Linked DNA regions of Mus musculus: region 2 is linked to region 1. Evidence: chromatin contacts called from public Hi-C data. All regions are on one chromosome and are shown on one strand. Each heading gives the region's core, a stretch centred on a gene start, on an enhancer-like site or on the middle of the called end of the contact. The rest is flanking DNA. Distances are from core to core; before and after follow the strand shown.

Region 1 (4,355 bases), core at 694-3,193:
TGGTCACTCAAAGAGGCTACTTTCCCACCCCACAGACACAGGAAATGGAGAAATTGACTTGAGTCCAAGGTGGCCAGGAGCCTGTGGCAACCAAACGTCTTTCCAGAACCTCCCTGAAACATTTCCCCATCATCTAAAATCCATCTCCTCCTCATGGGCTGCACATGACTGACTAGGCAGTGTGCACAAGCGGTGATGTGTCAAAAGTACACTAAGTTCCCCTTATGGCCAGATTGTAGTCTGACAGTCACTCTACCTCATGCATGTTTTCTTTCATATGTAAAGAGCCAGCTTTTACAAAGAGACCTAAAAGTCGATTGGGGACTATTTGGGAAAGGTATAATGGATGGATTAAGGGGAGGGTGCAATAAGAATGGAGATGAGATGACCAGTGAGCATTATGGAAATGTTAGACTCATACTGTTGTACAGTTACTATGCACTATTGAATAAATAATCTAAAAACAACACACAGAGAAGGGGAGCGGAGGGAGGGGGGAGGAAGAGGGAAGTTGGGAGGAGAGAAAGAAAGCAAGAGAAAGAATGAGGAACCAGAGAGCAGCAGAGAGCTGGATCCTGGATCTGGGGCCTGGATTCTGCTCCTGGTACTGATGTGTGGGAGGCAACCTCAATGCTGAAATGAGAGATAGTTCTGGAGTTCAAAGAGACAGTCGTGAGGTCCTTGAATGCAGATCATCTTTCATCTCCATTTCCAGGTGCCAACAGCTTTGCTGGAGGTGAGGGGTTTTGTTTTTTTGTTTTTGTTTTTGTTTATTCGTCATTTAACCTGGGTCTCTGGGACTGGCTGCGGGAGTTAAGTTGTCAGGCACACCTGCCGCCAGGTGCCGCCAGGCACCTCCAGGTCAGGGGACCATGAAGACAAGTGCAGGAGCCTTCTTTGGTCTGCATTTACTGTCCATCCTTTATTCACTAGGCTTCTCTTCCTTTGGGGATTTGATCCCTTCCCCAACCAGTGTCTAGCACTTTGAGCATCAGCTCTTCTACCAACAATGAAGACTTCACAGGTGAGCCACTTCTCAAGTGAAAGGATGTTAACACAGGGATATTTGTGGTTTCCTTTCCTTTCTTTGTGTTGCTTGGTGCCCTCCTTAACATTTGGCCCTTTTTTTTCTCTCCAGCTGAAACAGAGGACAAACCAGTGGCCCATGTTGGGATTCTGTCTAAGCTCCACCCCACAGTTACCTGGCAACAGCCAGGTAGGTCTGGCCCACTCTAAGAGTGTCTGTTTGCCCCCTCCTCTCTCTCTTGTTCTCTTACTCTCTTGCCTCTTGCCCCCTTGTTCCCCCCCTCTCCATTCCCTTCCCCCCTCTCTCCCCGTGGTCATGGCTGGCCTCTACTTCTCTTTCCTTCTCTCTGCCTCTACTACTCTCTTAACTCCCCTCCCCATGTCCTAAATAAACTCTATTCTATGCTATACCATAGTGTGGCTGGTCTCTCAGGGGGAAGAATGCCTTGGCATGGGCTGGCTAAGGCACCCCTTTCTCCCACACCTCACCACACCCCCATAGAACATATCTTATTATTTCTTTATCTTTTTATGATCACAACAGCCCAGCAGTTCTTAAACAGCACAGTGAAGTGTTGATTTAATCCGTCTTTAATATGGAGAGATGTTTAGAAAATGACATTTTCGGTGGCCAGTCTCATATGAGGAGAGAGTTGGCATCTATCAGATCCCTGTTTGGGCTTTTTGTTGAGTGTACTTTCCCTATGCTGGGCTACAACCTGGGTTAGCTGGGGGACTCGCTTAAGCATCTGCCACGAGGAGATGGAAATCAAGTCTGGAAAATGCTACACTAAACTAAACTGCATTAAGAGAGACCTCTGCAAAACAAGATCCATGGAAACTGAGACCGACATTTGGGGGAGGAAGACAATCTGTCAGGTTCTTTCCCCCCTCATAGCTCATGCTGAACAGCAGGGGGCAGCAAAGAACTTCCTATGTGCTCCGCTCACCCCTGCAGTGTGGCAATACTGAGCCTGTGCAGGGATCACCTGGGGAGGAACTTTCTGGAATGAAAACAGGCATCAGCCGCAGTGTCTGAGGCTGGCCAGGAAGGCAGAATGAAGATAATGAAGGATGACTGTCATCTTGCTTAGAGACAGTTTTAGCTGGGAAAACAGCTTGTATTTGCTTGGGAAGCTGACTTTAGTGTCTGTAAATTCAGATGTAAAGGACACAGAAGTGTGAGACTTAGGAGAGAGGATGGTCTTCATCCCATTGCCAGAGGCCCACAGCTCGGCCTCTGACTGCAACTTAATATATAAGATGAGAGGGATAATGGTACCTAAGACTGTCCTGGTAGATTCGTCCACATAAAGCCGGAATAGCACTGACTGTGTGCTTAGCTGTTGATTGATTGCTAACTATTATTGATAACTGCTTTATAATTGGTGCTTGGTGTAGGTGGTGGGTGATATGTTGGCTATAAGGAGGTGGAACCATCACAGAGACCAGGAGGCATAGAGAAAGGATAGAAGGGTACCTGATATGCAGTGGGGCTCCTCCAGAGGCCTCACTGTGCAAGTGAGACTGGGAAGCTACCTATGAATAGGTAGCAGGGAACTTAGTTGCTGGGCTATGATGCATTATATAGAGTGGTGGCCCAATGCACCACTAATCTGGGTTGAAAAGGCTCATGCCATAACCACAGGGTACCTGAACCTAAAGGAAATTATGTTGGTGGTGGGAGGGAGGAACAAATGGGCAGGAATAAGGACCACAGGTGAAGGTAGTAGCTTAGAGCTAAGACAAGCATCTAAGTACAGAGCTGCACAGGAGTCAGAAACAGTAGGGTGGAAGGAGAGGTGTTAGTGATATCCTCAGGACATTAGTAAAGGCTCAGAATCCAGGGGCCTGTAGGAAAAGGCTGAGGGCAGTCAAGAAAGACCAACCATAGACAGTGCAGTTGACCCTCAAGCTGAGTCCATAGTTTTAAAGGCATCGGATACAAACCTCAGGTTTGTTTATAAGTAGACACTGAGAACAAGTAAATACTCATTAATTATGGCAGCTGCTGGACCCTGAACACTGAATTGTCCGGCATTGTTCTGAGCACACGATTGGCCTGTATCATCTCCCTTTCCTCTTTCTCTTATAGGAGGTCAATGAGGCAAGCATCTGTGATGGCCCCCATTTGCTTTGATCTCTGAGGGCTCATGTGGCAGCCATAGGCTTGATCTTCTTGATTGTGTGTCTAAGACTGAGGCGATGAGAGCTGGTGAAGTTGTGACATAGTAGGCATGATCTGGAAGGGATTAGCAATGTGTTTTCCCAACTGATTTTTATAAAGTTAGCCCTCCTACACAGCAGGCCCTTCTGCACATGGTGGCTTCCCTTTCCGTCTCTCAAATCATGATCCAATGAAGGGTCCCTCATTACAGAGTAATCTACTATGAATCTACTCTACCTATGACTTTTGAGTATACAGAACTATGAACTAAATAGCCACCTTCACTAAAGTATGAAGGCTCAGGAATTATGTAATGATAACATAAAACGCAACGACAGAGGGAGCAGGAACACAGAGTGTTTAAGAGGTATATTCCAAGTTCATGGCTGAGAAGGTGTCAAACTGCAGTGGTATCTTCCAAGATGAGCATCCAGGACTTTGATTTAGAACAGTGGGTTTTACTGAGGTGTGCAGGGCAGACTAAAGGAGAGTAGAGATTAGACAGGGAGGGCAGAGGGCTGAGGGCTGAGGGCTGAGGGCCTGGCAAGAAGAGATGGAGGTTTGCTTGGTTATGAAATAAAAGAGATAGTCTCTCTTGGAGAGGAATCTATTCTATTCGACGTGATGAGATTTGTTCGGCTGTTTCAATGAATAAGGTGCACTACTTGATGAGAGACATGAATCGTGAAGGTCAGGTTGTAATGTGTGCCTGGTTATGTTAGATGTCTGTGTAGCTGCAGCCTGGGCTAGTAACACTCCCAGAGGAGCTGAGAGTCTTTGGGGCACTGTGCTGAGAGGTGAAGAGAAATTCACATTTTACCACCTGCTCTTATGTACCATCTGAACATTTTCTTTTTCCTGGATATGCATCTCTACCCTTGTAATCTGTAGTATTTAAAACACAGAATAGCACAGAGAAAAATAGCTGTGTGTGGTGGTGCATGCCTGCGATCCCACCCAGCACTGGAAAGAGACTACAAATTCAAATTCTGAACTAGAGAGTGAAACCCTATCGTATTAAGATTAACAACAACAACAACGTAATAATAATACAAAGTGTGTTAATGAGTTTCCGTGCTTATTATTCTGTGGCCATATTATTGCTGTTTGTCAGTACACTGGGATGTTTAATCTCACCATCAACCTGATGAGATTTAGGATC
Region 2 (4,355 bases), core at 1,125-3,624, 280 kb after region 1:
CTCAGATGCACTGCAAGAGGCGCCGAGCCTATCTTCGTATTACGGATGGGGAGATAATGCTACTGGAAAGGCAGAATTAACATCCACTCCCACACTCCCACTCACAACTCAGCTGCTTAGGCCTGTTGCATCCCTCTGTACTTCCCGGTGCCAGAGGCAGAAAAGGGACAAACAAAACAAACAAACAAACAAAAAAACAAACAAACAATTGGCTCCTCCCTCCAGGTGTCTAGCAAGACTCGTACTGTGTGATAGTTGTTATAGTATGTATATGAATAAGTATGTTGGCACATGCCTATAATCCCAATACTCTAAAGGTAGAGCCAGGTCAGGAGTTCAAGATCAAGACCAGCTATGTAGTGAGCTTGAGGCCACCCTAAGTCTCATAAAAACTCTGTCTCAAAAAAAAATTATAAAGGAAAAAGGTCTACAAACAGAAACAACCACCTAAAAAGCTGTGCAGTGACTATCAGGCTTCCTCCTCCCACCCCACCCCACCCCTTTTTAAGTAAAGACGTCTTATGAGTCCCAGGCTGATCTTGACGTCATTACTTTCTATCTAAAGGGTGACCTCAAACTCTTCTGAATCTCCTACTTCCACTTCCTCACATTCTGGGGACTACAGGGGCATGCCACCATGCCTAGTTTAGCCCCCTCCCCTTTGTGAGGGCATATCAGATGTGCCCCTTCCTTCTCCATCAGCATTGCCCTAGGTGGGCTACTCAAGGACTTATCTCTTCCATGCTAGAAAGGTCACACAATCCACATCGAGCCAAGAATAATGTGTCCCTGGACTTGATGCTGTAACAAGGGAGCCAGTGTCAGAAAAGGACACAGGGAGAAGGGATCTAAGGGATGTCCTCGTCATAGCCATAGAATGATGATTCTCCAATGCTGGCCCAGCCTGCTTTCCATCATAGAGAGACAGTAAAATTCTTTCTCCTCCTTCTTGTGTTAGTGGCTGAATTGAAGTCACTTTGACTCAGAGTTCTGACACTTGAAAGAAGTATTATAAAAATACAAAGATCTCAGCAGCTGCTCAGTTCCACTTTGTTTGATTAAAAGCTGCTGTGTCCTCTGGGCAAACCCCCTGAGCACACCTTTTTACTCAAATTCAGCACACGAAATGTTTTTTTCTGCTTTGAGAAATATGCTTAAGGGCATCTTCTTAAGCCCCTACCCCAGGTGTTTCCCAATCACCGCTCTCTACCCACCTGCCCAATTAGCTTCAGGCCAGTCAGTTTCTGTCATGAGCTGAAATTGCCAGCTAGTCTACTAGCTTGCCTGAGATCGAAGCTCCTCGAGAAAGGAAATGCCAAAAGGGTAGAATTCACATATGTGTCCCGAGCTGGCTTCCCAGCATCCAGAAGAACACCTGGCATCTGGCACCATCCAAGAGCATCCGCTAAATCAGTGAATAAAGGAAATAAAAGAGAAAGAACGCTCTCTAAAGCTGTGGGTGTTTTTAATGTGTGCACATGTGTGTGCAGATGCACCTAAATGTGTGTGTGTGTGTGTGTGTGTGTGTGTGTGTGTGTGTGTGTGTGTGAATGCTCGCGTGCATGCATGCGAAGGCCACAGGTCAACCTTAGGTATCATGCCTCAGGTATGATCTACTGTGTATTATGAGACATGTGCTTGCATTGGCCAAGCAGGCTATGATTTCTTTTTGAGATGCAGTCTCTCATTGGCCAAGCAGGCTAGGCTGGCTGGCCAGAGAGCCCTTCTGTTGCTAAGGAGATCACCTCCTGTCAAAGAAGCTATTTCTGGTTTTCAATACCCCAGTGCCTGAAAATAGAGCTTCCTACAGAAAATGAATGTTATGTTAGAAGGTTTGCCTGTTTCTGGTTTTCCCTGGAGGATGGGAGAGTGGCTTCTTCAGGTTGATTAGAGCCCAGTGGGGTTCCTGTGGTATCTCTCTTCTCCCCACACAGTTATAACACCTCACATGGCAACCATTCTCTATGACCTCCTTCTTGAACTCAAGTTACCTTGACCAACACTTGCCTAGTCCAGTTAGTAAAGCAGTTCTTAAAAACTGGGACCGGTACGACTTGAAATGAGTCTAATCTAGCACCCCTACCAATCCATAATTATGTGCCCCTAGGTCACCTCCTTCTCCAGCCAGGGAAATGTTAGGGGCAACCTGGAGCTGGACCCAAGCTGCCAAAGCATGAAGCAGTAGAGTGAGAGCTGCCATCTGTGTCTTGCTGTGAGAGCCCCTGAGAGACATCTGGAGCCAGCACCTGTCTCCAAGCAGGACAGCTGGCCTGGTGCCCACTTAATCCATGGGATGGAGAACTCTCTTCTCTCCCAAGTACACAGGCAGGCAGGCAGGCAGGGGCACGTGAAACACGGTGGCAGCTTGAGCTTACTCTGGTTGGCATGTTGGAGCAGTGGGAGGTGCCATGTGGCACCAAGATTGTCTATCTCATGCCCTGGCTGGCATCCCTCAACCCCAAGGTTTAAGTCAGTCTGAATCATTGTCAGGATATATGGGGATCTCTGCCAAGGAGAAGGAAAGATGGTGAGCTCTGAGCCATGTTGGAGCCCAGAGAAACCAGGATCCACTGGGATAATGAAGAAGCCACTGGAGAGTGTTGACTCAACTCAGGAAAAGATCAGGGTGTGTAACCTTTGACTAAGGGACAAGTAAGGCTTTCTTAACAAATGCCAGGCAGAAAAGACAGCGAAGGGTAGATGAGCAGGCTTCTCAGGGCATAGCAGAGCATGGCTCCTCTAAAGATTCATGGAAGGTATACAATTTAAAATAGTTCTAGAGGCAAATAATTTTCTGCTCTCAGATACAAACAAATACACTACGCAAGGTAAGAAATGAACACATAGTCAAGAGTCTCAAAGATCTATCTTTAATTAAATTACCCTGTAAGGAATTTCCTTTTTAAGAAATATTTTTATTAATCTTTGGAGAATTTTATATTTTGATCATATTCACCTCTCAACTCCTCCCATGATCTTTTTTCTACTTCCATTCAATGTTGAGTCTTTTTCCCCCTTTGGAGTTCAATGTGTGCTACCTGTGTACAACTTGGGTATAGGGACAGTCACTGAAGTGTGGTCCTTACAGAAAGCAGATGCTCCCTCTCCCAGCAGCTATGAGTTACCAACATTTTCTTAACCAGGAGTGGGGTTTTTGTACCTACATCTCCATCTCATTGCTAGTATTCTGTCTACAGCTCTTGTGCATGTTGTTATAGTCCTGTGACATAACCTGTGCAACTGCCAATCACGTGTGGCTAAACAGATCCTAAGTCCTAAAAGAGAACATATTACTAATATTCAATAAATGGGCATAGTCTTGAACTGACTCCTAAGTGAGTTGTCACTGTATCTGTAGATTGGCTCGTCCCTTACCCCCTCAGCCCTCATCAGAGAAACTTCCTTTTGTAGTAGATGGTGATTAACAGGGACCCACAACTAGTCAAGAAGTAGAAAATAAGAAACTGCAGAATGCTTAGCTCTAAATAAGATTACCTTGGAAGAGAGGGCAGAAAAATAGCAAGAGCCAGAGGTGATAGATGTCTATAAAATAAAACAACACAAAACAATGCTCCTGTTAAGCATTTCTTAAGGTCACTTTCTGGTATGCACACACATACCCTATTTAATCCATTAAAGCATTCTTCTCTCAAAGGAGCAGCCATGGCTATGAAATGCCCTGACAAAGCTTAGAATAAATCAATGTAGCTCAGTTGAAAACAAAGTTATGGAACCTCAAAATACCACCTCCCCACAGATTAAAACCTGCCAAAACCTTATTGATGAACACAAAGCAGGTTTGAATAAACAGAGAAGGATAATGAGTTCCAGGCAGGCACATTCTGTGCTGGAGAATTAACTGTCAGTTTTCATCAAATTAAGTTAAGCTTCTACAACTCCAACCTATGTACCAATGTAAAGCTTCAAGAAGCATTTCTAAAAGTTTTTCTGAAAAAAAATGTTGAACACAGAGAAATAGCCAAAATAAGTTTTCAATAAACACACCAGGTATAATTTGTCCCTTGAAGCAACAAATGTAGTAGGCCTAAATAATTTAAATAATTTAAATACTATTCTGAAATTGTGTAGGAAGGCTGAACAAAACAGAAAACCTACAAACAGGTTGAAGCACAGAAAGTTTAATCATGTCAGATGTCGTATTTAAAATTAGCATGTTAGAAAAAGAATAGTGAATCAGGCGTCTTTGAAAAATTGGTAGGCTTTAGGTAAGTGTTAACTTGGATTCTCATCTAACACTATCTATGACCCATTGTAGAAACACTGTAAGTATTATGGTGAGGTACTTACAGAAATACCACAACAGAAAAGGTCTTATGTTTAAAAGAAAGTAGCAG

Evidence for each region. Hi-C and Micro-C count contacts between places; a contact is called where the count stands out from the background.
Region 2: a Hi-C map of cerebellum shows a contact between it and region 1, with 2.7 times the contacts expected there. The contact joins two enhancer-like sites. A contact is called at or near these places in 1 of 15 datasets of contacts at CTCF or cohesin (the NIH/3T3 cell line) and 5 of 484 Hi-C or Micro-C datasets (the C2C12 cell line, cerebellar granule neurons and cerebellum).

What each region holds. Positions count from the first base shown.
Region 1 is chr15:72,081,883-72,086,237 of GRCm38.p6, forward strand. It overlaps a transcript of Col22a1 not described here. Among named protein-coding and RNA genes, the nearest start is that of Col22a1, 50 kb to the left of the region's middle. Within about 2 kb of position 1,944, at least 10 of the 459 cell types and tissues checked have an H3K27ac peak or open chromatin away from gene starts, as enhancers often do. A contact at or near this core is called in cerebellum, where this site is marked.
Region 2 is chr15:72,358,502-72,362,856 of GRCm38.p6, forward strand. No RefSeq gene overlaps it. Among named protein-coding and RNA genes, the nearest start is that of Gm23217, 110 kb to the left of the region's middle. Within about 2 kb of position 2,375, at least 20 of the 459 cell types and tissues checked have an H3K27ac peak or open chromatin away from gene starts, as enhancers often do. A contact at or near this core is called in cerebellum, where this site is marked.